Regions from separate parts of the Macaca mulatta genome. Here all the other regions are linked to region 2. Evidence: chromatin contacts called from public Hi-C data. All regions are on one chromosome and are shown on one strand. The core of a region is the stretch at or near the end of the contact, and the rest is flanking DNA. Distances in the headings are between cores, read along the strand shown.

What was found. A called contact is a pair of places that touch in the nucleus more often than the background predicts.
Region 1: a contact with region 2 is called in a Hi-C map of blood, with 2.6 times the contacts expected there. The contact joins the promoter of GNL1 here to the promoter of DHX16 in region 2. A contact is called at or near these places in 4 of 14 Hi-C or Micro-C datasets (CD4 T cells, blood, fetal cortex germinal zone and 1 more).
Region 3: a contact with region 2 is called in a Hi-C map of fetal cortex germinal zone, with 3 times the contacts expected there. The contact joins the promoter of FLOT1 here to the promoter of DHX16 in region 2. A contact is called at or near these places in 5 of 14 Hi-C or Micro-C datasets (CD4 T cells, blood, cortical neurons and 1 more).

What each region holds. Positions count from the first base shown.
Region 1 is chr4:152,490,425-152,493,587 of T2T-MMU8v2.0, forward strand. It overlaps GNL1 (G protein nucleolar 1 (putative)), which reads left to right and starts at 1,420. Exons shown (of 12, transcript NM_001047139.1): 1 at 1,420-1,492; 2 at 1,908-2,073; 3 at 2,433-2,569; 4 at 2,710-2,861; 5 at 2,979-3,050. The coding sequence starts at 1,420. PRR3 (proline rich 3) reads right to left here and starts at 325. Exons shown (of 4, transcript NM_001257586.1): 1 at 154-325. The coding sequence starts at 259. LOC144340506 (a long non-coding RNA gene) reads left to right here. Exons shown (of 2, transcript XR_013416688.1): 2 at 977-1,268.
Region 2 is chr4:152,373,163-152,376,375 of T2T-MMU8v2.0, forward strand. It overlaps DHX16 (DEAH-box helicase 16), which reads left to right and starts at 1,473. Exons shown (of 20, transcript NM_001105166.1): 1 at 1,473-1,679; 2 at 3,083-3,213. The coding sequence starts at 1,473.
Region 3 is chr4:152,305,444-152,308,550 of T2T-MMU8v2.0, forward strand. It overlaps FLOT1 (flotillin 1), which reads left to right and starts at 1,377. Exons shown (of 12, transcript NM_001105168.1): 1 at 1,377-1,419; 2 at 1,699-1,774; 3 at 1,863-1,953; 4 at 2,233-2,376; 5 at 2,763-2,882; 6 at 2,970-3,065. The coding sequence starts at 1,377. It overlaps LOC114677753 (a long non-coding RNA gene), which reads right to left and starts at 615. Exons shown (of 2, transcript XR_013416698.1): 1 at 481-615; 2 at 1-343.

The DNA.
Region 1 (3,163 bases), core at 170-2,669, 120 kb after region 2:
GGCTCCATTTGGGACAGCCCTGCTGCCATCCCTACCCAGCGCGTGCGCCCTTCCTCCTTCCGTTAGAGCCCCTTCCTTCGCACCTTATTAGCCCCTAGCCCTTCGCCCGGACGGGCTTGACAGGCATGTGCACATCCCTCCCTGACCCCTCACCGATGGGACTCCCATCCTCCTCATCTCCAGTCTCTTCCCGCTCGGGCAGTGGGGGTTGCTGCTGTGTCGGTGGCTGGTGCTGATTCTGCTTCTTTCGTTTCGGCATCGTGGCTGCGGCAATGGCTGCAGCGGGATTTGGAGGGTAGTGAGGAAGGGGCACGCGGGGATTCTGTTTCCGCTTCCGGGGGGTCGGTGGGCAGCAATGCCCAAGCTCCCACCATTCCACTTCCGGAAGGTTGCGGAGAACATCTGTGGCGGCCGCATTCTGGAGTAAACTGCCTCTCTCCGTCTCTGCCAGGCATGGCGGCAACCTCACACCTTCCTTTTGCTGCGTTTCTATAAATGCTTTGAAAAAATTCCGCTCTTCTTCCCTCGCTGGAAAACACCACAACCAGCTCCTCAGAGTGTGTCACAGAGTCAACAGGCTCTCGGGCCAGAAGGCCTGAGAAGAGGACTGTCGCACCGTAAGATCGCCACATCCGGTCCTCGGTTACTATGGTAACAGCTGCAGGCACAACTTTGTGCCCTTTGACCTCCCTCCAAAAGCCCTTGTCCCGCCTGGGTTTCGCTTCTCGCCCGCTTTTGCACTTCTGATCTGTAAACCTGCTCCTTATCATCGTTCCCACAAGGAATTTGGGTCCCAGCAGGTCGGCAGCCAGGACTCTTCAGACCGCCGCCCTCCCCTAAAGACCTCTGACCGTGCCCCCGGTGTAGCCCAGCAACCTGGCTTCATTCCCGGGACGCACCGTCTCGGCTTTCCACTAAGGTCAAGCCTGGGGGTTGGGAGTGTAGCCTCAGCGTGTCCACTCCTCCTCTCCCCTAGGTAATAGGCCCCGCCCTCCGCTCCGCCGCCCCCTCCAGGTGAGTGGTAGCTTCTCCCGGGAGCGCAAGGTAGTGATGACACGCGCTCCCCCCTCCTCCGAACGCGAGTTGGTAGCGTCCGTGACGAAGTTAGCCTGGTCCTCCCACGCGCGCCTCCTTCCTCGCCGCCGGGGTGCTCTCTCGGTGCTACTGGCTCTCACGTGCCAGTAGCCCACCCCGCATCATCCTTTCGCCTCGCTCCTGGAGGGAAGTGACTGTGTATCTCCCCTGTCCGCCTTCCATCGCCGCCGCGGCGGCAATTCGGTCGGGCCCGCCCGCTGACGTCACCTGCTAGCTCCGCCTCCTCTAGGGTCCCGGGCCCCTGCGGCGGGGACTGCCCCGGGGGGCAGTCAGTTGAGGCGGCAGGAGCTCGGCGGAGGGCGGGCCAGGTGACTGGTCCGGGCCATGCCGAGGAAGAAGCCCTTTAGCGTGAAGCAGAAGAAGAAGCAGTTGCAGGACAAACGGGAGCGGAAGAGAGGTCAGTGCGGGAGCTGGAGGAGGAGGCGGGGCTCGGGCTTCCGCACAGCTGGAAGGAGGGGTGTGCCCGCTGCACCTCTGGGGGTCGTGGGAGGGTGTCGTGGGACCGCGCCAACCCTCGCGGCCTATCGCGGAGGGGATCTCCCACCCCACCCCCCCACATCTGGAAGGGGTGGGGAAGGATGGAGAGTTGGGGGAGGGGAATCCCTCCAGCTCGCACGGGGCGCCGTCCCTACTGCTCCCTGGAGGAGTGATTCCCCCCCACGCACATCCGGGAGGGTCCCGAATAGGGTGGTTGGGAGGACAGAGCGTCGGAAGAAGTTGAGTGGGATGAAGAAGAGTCAGACCGGTGGGGGAGAGGGTCTTATGGCCCCTGAGAGCTGGCCAGCACTGGCGTCACCGGCCCCTCCCCGCAGGGCTTCAAGATGGGCTGCGCTCCAGTTCCAACAGCCGCAGCGGGAGCCGGGAGCGGCGAGAGGAACAGACAGACACCTCGGACGGGGAGTCTGTGACCCATCATATCCGCAGGCTTAACCAGCAGCCTTCTCAGGGGCTGGGTCCACGAGGCTACGACCCAAATCGGTGAGGGTGGGAGGGGGCGCTCGTCCCGGCTTTCCCGCCTACCCGGAAGTCAGAGCTTTGGGGGAAAGTGGGCTGCTGCTGGTGAAGACGGTGGGCCTGCGATGCCACAGTTCTCCGCTAGCCCCTCGGCTCCCCAGTGCGGGCCACAATCTTGCTTTCCAGAGGGGCTGGAGAGAGTTGGGCTTTTAGGAGGAGGAGGCTGAGTATTGCCTGAAAGAAGGACTTGGGGGAAGGCTGACTTGAGAGAGGAGACTTGAACGACGAGAGAATGCTTTGCGAAGTTGATTGTCCAAGAGGGGAGAAAATAGGAGTTTGTGGCCACAGGATTGCGCTGGATGTCTTGGTCCCTGTTCCCTTAGATACCGACTGCATTTTGAGAGAGACAGCAGAGAGGAGGTAGAGAGGAGAAAGAGAGCAGCCCGGGAGCAAGTTCTACAGCCGGTCAGTGCTGAGGTGTTGGAGCTGGACATCCGGGAGGTCTATCAGCCTGGCTCAGGTGAGTGAGGGCAAGACAAGTATTGGGCTGGGGAAAGGAGTTTGGAAAGGTAAGAGCCTAGTGTGAGGATGGAGGGGTCTGGGATGTACTCTTGAATCCTGAAAATTCCCTCACACTTGGACTTTTTCCTGATTTCCCAGTTCTGGACTTTCCTCGACGTCCTCCTTGGAGCTATGAGATGTCCAAGGAGCAACTAATGAGCCAAGAGGAACGGAGCTTCCAAGAGTATCTTGGGAAGATTCATGGGGCTTACTCCTCTGAGAAACTCAGCTACTTTGAGCACAATCTGGAGGTGACAGTGTACTCTAGGGACAGGAGTGGGGCATAGTGACCAATGGTCAAATTGGCTTGGGATCAGGCTTGAGAGGGACTCTGTGTTCAGGTTCTCTTCCTGATCTTGTCTTTTTAGACATGGAGGCAGCTGTGGCGTGTGTTAGAGATGTCTGACATTGTCCTGCTTATCACTGATATCCGACATCCAGTGAGTACTAGGAATAAGGGTGGCCAAGGAGGAGGAGGGAGAAAGGTTTTTCAGGGGCAAAGGTCAGAGGCAAGAGTTGGGAGACAGGTATCTATTTTCCTGTCTTTCTGACC
Region 2 (3,213 bases), core at 223-2,722:
TCCCAAAGTGCTGGGATTATAGGAAGAGCCACTGCACCTGGCCTTGCTTACTTTTAAATAAGCAGCCACCAGTGATTTTCTCAAGATGTTAGCAAAAATGCAGAAAACAGTTTGCCTGTTCCTTAGTTTGGAGATTTTGTCTTTAACAATTTTCCTGGGCTGGGCGCGGTGGCTCAAGCCTGTAATCCCAGCACTTTGGGAGGCCGAGACGGGCGGATCACAAGGTCAGGAGATCGAGACCATCCTGGTTAATACGGTGAAACCCCGTCTCTACGAAAAAGTACAAAAAACTAGCCGGGCGAGGTGGCGGGCGCCTGTAGTCCCAGCTACTTGGGAGGCTGAGGCAGGAGAATGGCGTGAACCCGGGAGGCGGAGCTTGCAGTGAGCTGAGATCCGGCCACTGTGCTCCAGCCTGGGTGACAGAGCGAGACTCCGTCTCAAAAAAAAAAAAAAAAAAAAAAAAAAAAAAAAAAAAAATTTTCCCCAGTTCCCCAGTTTCTTCCTGCCTAGAGGTCTTCCCTTATGCCTGACCTGTCTTCACTCCTGCTGCAGGCAAACCAATCCTAGCAAAGGTCACTTTTTTGTTTGTTTGAGACAGAGTCTTCCTCTGTCGCTCAGGCTGGAGTGCAGTGGTGGGATCTCGGTTCACTGCAAGCTCCGCTTCGCAGGTACAAACGATTCTCCTGCCTCAGCCTCCCGAGTACCTGGGGCTGCAGGCGCACGCCACCACACCCGGCTAATTTTTATATTTTTAGTAGAGACAGGGTTTAGCCATCTTGGCCAGGCTGGCCTCGAACTCCTGACCTCAAGTGATCTGCCCGTCTTGGCTTCCCAAAGTGCTGGGATTACAGGCGTGAGCCACCGCGCCCGGCCAACACGGCTAATATGCTTCATGAGCATGGACCCCATCTTCCAATCTGAAATAGAATTTCGGTTGTCCCTTACTTTGCAGAGTTTTTGGCGCTATAAAACTTCCATACTTTATTTATTATGTATCCTGTCCCTCCCCCACCGCAAAATGTAAATTTGGTAAGGAACTTTTGATTTGTCCTCTGCTAGATCCCAGCGACGGAAAGCAATGAGCACACATTAGGCCTCCATTAAATTGATTTCACTTGTTGAATGAATGCGTTAGGGAAGCACTCACGGACTGACCATCAGGGGGCGTCAGAGAAACTGGATAGAGGCGGAAATGAAGAAAAAAGAATTACTCCGAACTTTCAGGCATGGTTCCGCGAGGTTTGAACTCGCTCGGCCACCGTAGTGCTTAGAGGCCGGAAAAAGTGCAGCCCCTTCCGGGCTTTGCGGTACCGGACGACGGCTTTGGGATGTCGGAAATTGATCCTAGAGGTCCCAAGGTAGCCGCCTTGCGAAGCTGAGGCTCCAGCCGAGGGCTCCAGGCCTCCGACTGGCCCAGCAGTGAACGGGGCTGCCCGACGCTTCAGGGCTGGGAGCAGGGAGCGTGGGTCGCCATGGCGACGCCGGCGGGGCTGGAGCGCTGGGTTCAGGACGAGCTGCACTCGGTGTTGGGGCTGAGCGAGCGGCACGTCGCCCAGTTCCTGATCGGTACTGCACAGCGCTGCACGTCGGCCGAGGAGTTCGTGCAGCGCCTACGAGACACTGATACTTTGGATCTCAGTGGGCCGGCCCGGGACTTCGCCCTGAGACTCTGGAACAAGGTGTCGGCAGGGTGGGGAGGGGTCCTGTGATTTGTCCCGATGAGGCTGGCCTAACGGTCCATCGAGGAGTTAAGAAAGCTCAGTTCACAAGCACTTATTCTTTGTCCGTTGTCGCCTAGGTACTGTGCTAGCTGCTGGACGCCCAGCTCAGTGGAGAAGATTGAGGAGGGCTTAGGTGTGTCGGGTTAAACGCAATAGAACGGTGTTTTTCGAACTCTTAACATGCATCCAGGGCCCTTGTTAAAATGCAGATTGCGATTCAGTAGGGATCTTAGTTTCTGCATTTCTTTCTTTTTCTTTCTTTCTTTCCTTTTTTTTTTTTTTTGAGAGACACAGCCTCGCTCGCCCTGTCGCCCAGGCTGGAGTGCGGTCATAAGATCACGGCTCACTACAGCGTCGATCTCCCTGGCTGAAGCGACCCTCCCATCTCATCTTCCCCAGTAGCTGGGACTATGGGCATGCGCCACCACCCCCGGCTAATATCTTTCATTTTTATTTTTATTTTTAGAGACGAGGCCTTGGTGTGTTGCGCAGGCTGGTCTCTAACTCCTCAGCTCAAGCAGTCCTCCTCTCTCAGCCCCGCAAAGTGCTGGGATTACAGGCGTGAGCCACCTTGCCCGTCCCCCCTCAGCTTCTGAACTTCCTTTCAGCCGTTTAATTAACAGAGGAGGCCCGGTGCAGTGGCTCACACCTGTAATCCCAGCACCCCAGAAGGCTGAGGCAGGAGGATCATTTGAGCCCAGGAGTTCGAGACCAGCCTGGGCAACATAGTGAAACCTCCCTACAAAAAATTTAAAAATTAATTGGGCGTTGTAGTGTGCACCTGTGTTTCCAGCTACTTAGGAGCCTGAGGTGGGAGGATCACTTGAGCCCAAGAGGGACAGAGTGAAACCCTGTCTGTAAAAAAAGCCAAAAAGCTGTGGGCCCCATTCAGGATGATAAACATGGGGTGAAGCCATGAGGAAGACAGAATGAAGGCTGGTTAGCTGGTTTAAAACTAAGTAATTGTGCCCGGGTGCGGTGGCTCACGCCTGTAATCCCAGCACTTTGGGAGGCCCAGGCAACTGGATCATGAGGTCAGGAGTTTGAGACCAACCTGGCCAACATGGTGAAACCTCATCTCTACTAAAAATACAGAAATTAGTCAGGTGTGGTGGCAGGCGCCTGTAATCCCAGCTACTTGGGAGGCTGAGGCAGGAGAATTGCTTGAACCTAGGAGGTGGAGGTTGAAGTGAGCCGAGATCACACCATTGCACTCCAGCTCCGGGTGACAGACCAAGACTCCATCTCGGCGGGCGGGGGGAGACTAAGTAATTGCTTAAATTAGGAACAGAGCTAGAGCTAAGTGGGAGGGCAGAGATCAGGAGTTGCTCAGACCTCCTTATCTTCCCCTCTACTGACAGGTACCACGAAAGGCAGTGGTAGAAAAGCCAGCGCGGGCAGCAGAGCGAGAGGCCCGAGCCCTGCTGGAGAAGAACCGATCTTATAGGTTGTTGGAAGACAGTGAAGAGAGCAGTGAGGAGACTGTGAGTAG
Region 3 (3,107 bases), core at 127-2,626, 68 kb before region 2:
AAATGCAGGTCTCTTGGTATTTATTGAGCTTTGTGGGACTGGTGGAGGCAGGACACCTGGAACTGCGGCAGAGTAGGAGAAGAAGTGGGGAGGACCCGGGTGGGGGAGGACGTTCCGGCTGGGATGAAGCCTGGTGGTGGGTCGTAAGTTTAGGAGGTGACACTGCATCCTCCAGCATCTCAGCTCCGTCTGTCTACTGTGTGAGACTTCGGCGGACCATTGGGAATGAGATCCGTGAGATCCTTTGATCTTCTTGAAGTCGCCTTTAGGGAGAGGCTGCGGGGTAGAGGGTTGGGGGTTGGTGGGCTGTCACGGGGCGACTGTCGAGATTGCCCAGTATGTTCTGTGAACACAAATAAACTTGATTTACTGTCTGCAGTCTTGAGTGTATCTTTGCAAGCGCCGACTCCCCGCTCCTCCCCGCCTTCAGATGGCAAGGAACGGCGGGAGGCGCCGTGGCCCAGTCCCCAGCCCGCGCACTTCCCTGGGCCCCGGAGCTCCTTTTCGTGGAGTCAACAGAACCCAGCATCCGGTTGCCCGATGCAGTCTTTCATTGCCCAGTCTGCGGTTTTCCCAGGTAGTTGCCCCGCGGCGAATCCGAGATGTGGCAATCACCCTTACGCCAGGGTGCCGGGCCGCGGAGGTCAAGTCCCGCGCCCGGGGGCGGAGCGTGGAGCTGTGTCGCCCGGCTCAAGAAGGGCGGTGATTGGGGCGGCAGGGATGTGGCCGCCCCTGGGCTAACCAGGCAGCCCGGCTGGGCCCGGGAGCCAACGGGTGGGCCGGCTGCGGACTCGAGCGGGGCCTGCCGGGAAAGGGGCGGGCCAAGCTCACAGGGCCGAGGCGGGGCGAGGTGGGGGTGCTTAGTTTGCTGCGGGGGGCGGGGTCGCGGCTGCAGCAGCAACAGGGTGCGGCCGGGTGGGTAACGCGGGAGCGGACCCAGGAAGGCTGGTCCGCTACCGGCCCCTGCTCGGCTTGCAGGTCCCTGCGCGCCCCCGCCCTTCCCTAGACCCCAGCCGGGCCGCCGCCGGTGTCCAGGAAGGTGAGTGGGGGAGGGGAGATGGAGCCTGGGGCTGCCGAGAGGCAGGGAGGGAGGGGAAAGATCTTCAGGCCTCTGGGCGCAGGGGACCTTTATCAAAGGGAGCGGCGAGGGGAAGGGAGGGACCGTACGCAGGCGGGGAAGAGGTCGCTGGGGATCTTCAGGATTTTGCAGGGAAAAGCTTTAGCGGACCCATGGGTGCGGAAGGGACAGGCTGTGGCGGATGCAGACTGAGAGGGCCTGACGGGAAAGGGAAAGGATGGGCCCCTGTGGACGCCACAGCGCCCCTTCCCCATCCGCAATGGCTTTCCCTCCCTCTCCTCCAGCTCCAGCCTGAACCATGTTTTTCACCTGTGGCCCAAATGAGGCCATGGTGGTCTCCGGTAAGTACTGTTGTACCCTTCCCAGCCAGTGACCCCAGAACCCCTGTGAGTCTGGCCTCTGCCCCTTCTCCCTCTCCCTACCAGCTTCCCAGCCCCAGACTTCTGCCCCTTGATGACCACGAACTGCCCAGTTTGATTCCCACCATTCCAAGGCCCAGATTGCTTCCCCTCCAGCTCCCAGATTCTCTCCTGTGGGTTGCTGTCCCCTAGCCCCCGCCAGTTCCTCAGTCTTCCACATTCAAGCTCTGCCACAGTTCCTCACTGCTCCTCACTTTGCAGGGTTCTGCCGAAGCCCCCCAGTCATGGTGGCTGGAGGACGAGTCTTTGTCCTGCCCTGCATCCAGCAGATCCAGAGGTAGGCAAGAAGGGAACCAGGGAAGGGGAACCTCCCATTTTCTCTTTTTCCTCCTTTTCTTACTGTCTGTCCCTTCTTTTTCCCCTAGGATCTCTCTCAACACACTGACCCTCAATGTCAAGAGTGAAAAGGTTTACACTCGCCATGGGGTCCCCATCTCAGTCACTGGCATTGCCCAGGTGAGGCTTTCAGAGCCTTTTCCCCAAAGTCTACTTCCCCATCACCCTCTCACCCAGACATTAAGACATCTTCTGGCCACAGCCTTCTCGATCCTTGCCTGCAGAGAAGTTCCTCTGCTAGTCTCATCTTTTCCAGGCACCCTCAAGGCACTTGCTGCCTCCTCCTTTCTTTCCCTGAAATGGAAGAAGCATTTCTTTGAGGGCTCTCCCTTCTCTCTGCTTCTTCTCTGACTTCATGAGGCCCCCACCACACCTTTCCTACCCCTACTCTGGCTACAGGTAAAAATCCAGGGGCAGAACAAGGAGATGCTGGCGGCCGCCTGTCAGATGTTCCTGGGGAAGACGGAGGCTGAGATTGCCCACATTGCCCTGGAGACGTTAGAGGGCCACCAGAGGGCCATAATGGCCCACATGACTGTGGAGGTTGGCCTGGGGGCAGGGAACCATCTGGAATGATGCCAAAATGAGGGGGACCCAAGGACCACACTAGTCTGTGACAGACAGTGGATCTAAGAGCTTACATCCCGGCCGGGCAGGGTGCTTCATGCCTGTAATCCCAGCACTTTGGGACACCAAGGCGGGTGGATCACTTGAGGTCAGGAGTTCAAGACCAGCCTAGCCAACCTGGTGAAACCCCATCTCTACTAAAAATACAAAAATTAGCTGGGCATGGTGGTGGGTGCCTGTAATCCCAGCTACTTGGGAGGCTGAGGCAGGAGAATCGCTTGAACCCAGGAGGTAGAGGTTGCAGTGAGCCAAAAAAAAAAAGAAATCTTACATCCCCTCTCCCCACCATCCTGTTATCACAGGAGATCTATAAGGACAGGCAGAAATTCTCAGAGCAGGTTTTCAAAGTGGCCTCCTCAGACCTGGTCAACATGGGCATCAGTGTGGTTAGCTACACTCTGAAGGACATTCACGATGACCAGGTAAAACTGGGCAATTGATCCTTCCCCACTTCCTTGCTCCCATCTCTTAAGCCGTCCAAGGGACTAATTTCTACATCTCTCCCACAGGACTATTTGCACTCTTTGGGAAAGGCTCGAACAGCTCAAGTCCAAAAAGATGCACGGATTGGAGAAGCAGAGGCCAAGAGAGATGCTGGGATCCGGGTGAGAGAGATGGGGGTTGCTTAGTGGGAAAGGGGATAGAAG